2 separate regions of the Sus scrofa genome follow, and region 1 is linked to region 2. The links are chromatin contacts, called in public promoter capture Hi-C maps. All regions are on one chromosome and are shown on one strand. The core of a region is the stretch at or near the end of the contact, and the rest is flanking DNA. Distances in the headings are between cores, read along the strand shown.

The links. Promoter capture Hi-C pulls out the DNA fragments that hold promoters and counts their contacts.
Region 1: a contact with region 2 is called in a promoter capture Hi-C map of liver, with 7 times the contacts expected there. The contact joins the promoter of MAD1L1 here to the promoter of PSMG3 in region 2. A contact is called at or near these places in 1 of 5 promoter capture datasets (liver), 1 of 47 Hi-C or Micro-C datasets (epiblast stem cells) and 2 of 2 datasets of contacts at active chromatin or transcription factors (alveolar macrophages and skeletal muscle).

Annotation. Positions count from the first base shown.
Region 1 is chr3:1,557,990-1,560,730 of Sscrofa11.1, reverse strand. MAD1L1 (mitotic spindle assembly checkpoint protein MAD1) reads left to right here and starts at 1,385. Exons shown (of 18, transcript XM_021085975.1): 1 at 1,385-1,760. MRM2 (FtsJ RNA methyltransferase homolog 2 (E. coli)) reads left to right here. Exons shown (of 3, transcript NM_001184754.1): 3 at 1-568.
Region 2 is chr3:1,053,303-1,056,002 of Sscrofa11.1, reverse strand. It overlaps PSMG3 (proteasome assembly chaperone 3), which reads left to right and starts at 1,287. Exons shown (of 3, transcript XM_003124248.4): 1 at 1,287-1,317; 2 at 1,925-2,168. The coding sequence starts at 1,953. LOC106507351 (a long non-coding RNA gene) reads right to left here and starts at 1,212. Exons shown (of 3, transcript XR_002342192.1): 1 at 646-1,212.

The DNA of each region.
Region 1 (2,741 bases), core at 136-2,635, 500 kb before region 2:
GACACCTTTACATAACGTTCTCCTCTCCTGCTGTGACTGAGCGTGTTACGGAGAAACAGGCTTCCATCCTCCCTCCAAGAACAGCCCGCAGTTTCCAGGTGGTATTTTGGCTACCCAGCGTAATGTGGACAAATGTGAAACTTCAGTCTGGGGATTTTTTCCCATCTCTCGGGTGAATGATCTGGAAATACATCCATTCTTGAAGCAGTGACGAGTTCCCAGGACAATCAGAGAAGACATTTGGTGTGAATTATGCATGGGGTGGCTGTGCTTTGCTTTTTCACTGGAAAATGTTGCTGTAATATTCCAGGCTCCAAAGACTTAAAGGTCGTTGCCAAAGCAAGCAGCGACATGGTGTGTTCCCTTACCTCCGTGCCCCTGTCCAGGGTTGTGATGCGACTCTGTAAGGTCGTATAGGCCGTAAGAGGAATGAATGTCTGTGTTTTTAAGTTTTTGTTTTTTGTTTTTTTTTAAATTGATTGGTTTCCTCAAAACCAGTTCCTGGAAATGCTATAAAATTGGGTTGTGATAATCGTACAACTATAATAAAATTCATTGAGTGATAAAAGTTATTTATTTATTTATTAAAGTTTTTTAAAAAGAGTATATTGATGGGAGTCCTGTGGTACAGCGGAAAGGAATCCGACTAGTACCCTTGAGGATTCGAGTTCGAATCTGGGTGGGGGATCCGGCGTTGCCCTGAGCTGTGGTGTAGGTCACAGATGCGGCTCAGATCCCGCAATGGCGTGGCTGTGGCCTAGGCCAGCTGCTGTAGCTCCTATTCGACTCGTAGCCTGGGGACTTCCATATGCTGCTGGTGGGGCCCTAAAAAAGCCCCCCCCCAAAAGAGTTTATTGACTGTAGCGATGATTAAATCCCAAGACTGCTTGGGGAGGGGAGAGGTAGCCAGGAATCTCCATCAGGGTCCTAGGGCTGAGTCCAGATCCCTGAAGGATGCTGCTGGCCAGACTCAAATTTTTCGTTTTGTTTTCGTTTGCAGTCGGCCAGTTAAGACCGGAGAGCCCTCCGTCCTGCCTTCACTATCACATTCTCCGCTTTCCCATCCAGTTCGTTCTGGCCACACTAACGTGTCTTTTATTCTCTGGAAGAAGGGAATTCGGTGCAGGCCCTCGGGCGCCTAGCTGGCGCGGGAGGCACGCTGCTGGACCCAGGTGGCCGTAATTCGAGGAGGGACAGGCTGACCACTGCTCCCTGGAGAACTGAGACCCAGACGAGGTCCCCGCGCCCCGACGGCTCCAGCTTAGAAGCGCAGCCTTTTGTGAGGACAGCTTAGTAGAATAGCATTTGGCCTTTTTTCAGAGGGCCTTGTGAAAAGTTAAAACGCATTAACTCAAGCAAATACCGTAGTGGTAAAACCGGGGAAAGGGAGTGCAGGGAAGTTTGGCTCTAAGAGGCCACCGTTGGACGGTGCTATTCCACACAATACGGCGCAAGGCAGCCGCCAAGTGGAAGCCGACACGCTGGAGGTGGGGGCACCACGAGAGTCCCGCGGGCGGGCCGGCTTTGGTTCCGAGTCCCCTCTTTGCGGCCTCTGCCGGGAGTAGGTAGCTCCGGGGACGGACGCGGAGTCCCCGTGACCTGCAGGCGCGCAGATCCGGAGCTCACGGCTGGTCCCGCCCAGGTCTCGCGAGAGCGCAGCCGCACGTCTCGCGATACGTGGGCGCGGGCGTAGAAGAGGGAGATCTGAGCGGCGGCGGCAGCAGCAGCAGCGGCGGCGCCCGGTGGGCTGAGGCGGTGAGGTGAGCGGCCGGGGTGCCCCGGCGGGCGCCGCGCTGCGCCAGGCTGAGCCGGCGCGGGGCGGGCGGGGGCGAGGCTGGGGTCCTTCCGAGGCTGGGCGGGCGGGCGTCCCCAGCGCGCCTCCTCCGAGAAGGGCCGCTGGGAATGGTCGGGGTCTCGAGCGCCGAGGGGGCGGCCTCGCGGCAGCGGGTCCCTCACCCGCCGAGGCTCGGGGGCCGGCGGCGCTCTCCCCGCTTCCCGCGCGTCCTCGCCGGGCGGCGTGGGACTTGCCGCTACTGCCTTTGACAGCCAGGGAAACGGTGGGAAGGGGCAAGCGCCCTGCCCAGGGTCCCACTGCCGGCGGCCCGTGGGAGGCGCGCTCGCGTGCGTTTCGTCGGTGGTGGAAGTTTGGCGAAGGCGCCCGGCAGCAGGTGGAGAACTGGCCGGCCGGCCGGCGAGAGCGCCCGCGGCGGTGTGAAGGGCCGCTGGGCGGTGGGGAGCCCTGTAATGTCTGTCCTTGGGCCAGCAGGGCGGGAGAGAGGCAGGGTGCCCGGGACTCTGAGCTCCGAGTCCGTGGTGAGGGCGCTGGAAGGTTTGGGTCGCTTGGATAAAGAGGGTGGAATTTGAGCTGCCGCCTCGTGGGGCAGCGGAGTTCGGGGCAGGTGAAAGCGGGTACGTTCTCTTCCTGCTGGGGTATTGCGGGCATCGGGTGTGAGAAGGGGGCGTGTTGGCCAGATTTACCATCACGGGAGGGGAAGAGTGGTCTAATCTTGGCAGATGGAGGACTGGCCTTCCAGAGCAGAGCCCCGTGCCTCGCTGCGCGGGCCTGCATCGCTCGCCAGGCGCGCAGCTCCGTGAGCGCCCCTCGCTGGTTTCTCGTCCCACCCATCTTCCACTTGTGGTTTGAAGGAGAGTGGTGAGGACAGCCGAGTTGTGCCGGGCGTGGAAACCACGGCCTCCGGAAGACAGGCTCTGGGTGCACAAGGCCAGGGTTCTCCTTAAAC
Region 2 (2,700 bases), core at 38-2,537:
GCGTAGTAGTTTCCCACCCCCTGACCCCACGCCGTTCCTCGGCTGTAAATTCCCACCGGCTCCTGTGGTTTTGAACACGCGCGACCGATCAGTGAAGAAAGGATGTTGCAGCCATCAAGCTGTCACATTACAGCCACCACGACGGTGCACCCAGAGGACGAAGGCCGTGAACGCTGAAATCACTTGGGGTTGATGGGAATGAGCCCAGACTTTGCATCACCCGCCCCCCCCCCCCCCACTCACGGAGAAGCACTAAATTCCTTTTTTCTTTTTTTTTTTTTTTTTCTCTTTTTGCCATTTCTTGGGCCACTCCCGCGGCATATGGAGGTTCCCAGGCTAGGGGTCTAATCGGAGCTGTAGCCACCGGCCTACGCCAGAGCCACAGCCCCACGGGATCCAAGCCACATCTGCAACCTACACCACAGCTCAGGGCAACGCCGGATCCTTAACCCACGGAGCGAGGCCAGGGACCGAACCCGCAACCTCACGGTTCCCAGTCGGGCTCGTTAACCACTGCGCCAGGACGGGAACTCCAAGCACTAAACGCCTGGAGAGGTCTGGTTCCTTAACGGACAGCGACCTCCCCACGCGCCAGCTACCTGGTCTTTGCGCGGAACCGCCCGGAGGTGCCGGCTCCTGCCTCACCTCTACGGAGCGGGCTCCCAGTTAGATGCTGGGCCCCAGGCTCGGGTCCTCAGCTTGGTGTGCCACACGAAACGTAAGGCTCAGCTTTCGGGGTGCGCCTTTCTTTTCCGCCCACCCGTGTGCGGGGTGAGCCCGGCTCCACACCGGGGTCTCCTGCGCGCTCTGTGAAGCGCCCTGGGCGGAACCCGCTTTCAGCGCCTTAACTGCGGTCCAGCCCTGGTTTTCTCTCGGCTCCCTGTGCTTGCAGCAGCGCCCTGGAACCCACGGCCAAGGGGCCAGGGACCCCACTGCGGCTCCCCGGTGACAGAGGAGCAGGGCCGCCGTCAGGAGCGCCCGAGGTCGCCCCTGGGGAGAAGCCGGAGGCCGCTCTACTGCGGGGCCGAGGGGCCGAGGGGCCGAAGGGCGAGACCGCCCTTGGGAAGAAGCTGGAGGCTGCGCTCCCGAGCTTGGGGCCGCAGCCCCTCGCGCGACTCGGTGCCCAGCCCGTCGCTGCTGGCGGGCGGGCAGCCCAGCGCCTCAGAGCCCAGCGGCCCCGGCGCGACCGGAAGCCCTGCGGGCTGCACTTCCGGCGGGGGCCGCAGAGCCCGCGGGCGCGTCTGGCGCTCGGGAGCGGGGCGGGGCCTTAGGGGGCGGGGCCGCGCCGCCACCGGCGTCATTTCCGGGCGCGGCCTGGTGAGCGCGGGCGGCATGGCGGGCGGCAGGGAGGGTAGGGGGCCGCGGAGGCTGGAGCGGGAAGGCGAGGGCGGGCGCCCCCACGGTTGGCGCCCCAGCCACGGTCGCCATCTGCCTCCTGGCTCGGTGACGTGCTGCTTCTCCTGTGGGGCCGGTGGTTTTCCCAAGTGCAGAAAACGGAACCTCAATGGGCGCACTGGAGGGACGGCAGGAGCGTGGCCACCTGCTCTGGCCTGGCTTTTGCACCTGCACCTGCGGCGCTTTCAGCCCTTCACCCCCCCGGCAGTGGCACCACCGAGGGCCCCAGGACTCAGAGCCTCGGGATGGGGTGGGGTCACAGTGATGCTTAACAGCAGGGGCCCCAAGCGCGTGGAAGAGGAAAGAAAAGCATATTTTGACATCCTGCCTCCTTTGCCTGGCTAGTTTATGTATACAAGTGTGTCTACTCAATGAATCTAGAAAGTTTTGGGCAAATGAGGCCTGTAAGGGTTAACAGATACAGGCTTTTGAATGAGCCCACTTGTATTTCTGTTTTAATGCCAAATGGTACTTACTCTGGAGCCCCAAGGCCATCTGATGCTGATTTACTCTCTTTATTCTTAACAAGCTGAAGGGGCCATTGAACAGACCCAACCATGGAAGGCAAACCATTGGTGATGTCGAAACAGACGACTGCGGTAGTGTGTGGCGTCCCTACCCAGGTGGTATGCACAGCCTTCAGCAGTCACATCCTGGTGGTGGTGACCCAGTTCGGGAAAATGGGTACCCTGGTCTCCCTGGAATCCAGCAGCATGACCAGTGACATCAGCAAGCCTGTGCTCACCACCAAAGTTCTTCTCGGGCAGGACGAGGTAAAGGGATGGGGGCGGGAGCCCGGTGGCTACAATTTGTTAATACACACGGGGAGCATCTCTGGGCAGACGCCCCCACGCCCACCGCCACCAGCCCTCGACAGCATTTTCCGGGGCCTCTCTGCGTCTGAGGGCATCCACCTGCCCTTGGTGGCTGCTGCTTCCAGCCCATCAGCATTTTATCCTGCAGACAGGCGGAGGTATTGATTTTGCGATGTAGGCCTCCCCTCAGTTTGACCCTGTCATGATACATTATGGTAATGACTGGTTGTGCATGCTTCGTTCTGGAAAGACCATCTGTGAGCCTTGACAGGTTGCCTCTGCAGACTTTCAGGGGTCCTTCCAGAGCAGAAATCGCCGGAAGAGACAGGAACCAGAAGCACGAAAGGGACAAGTTTAATGATGCTCCTTAGCAGTGCGTTTATGACTGGAGTGCCCTGAGTCTCTTTGAACCTGAGTTACTGTCACACTGAACTTACCAGGTGGTGACTGAATGGTTGGAAGCCAGGCCGGGTTTCTCGGGGGGACTAGG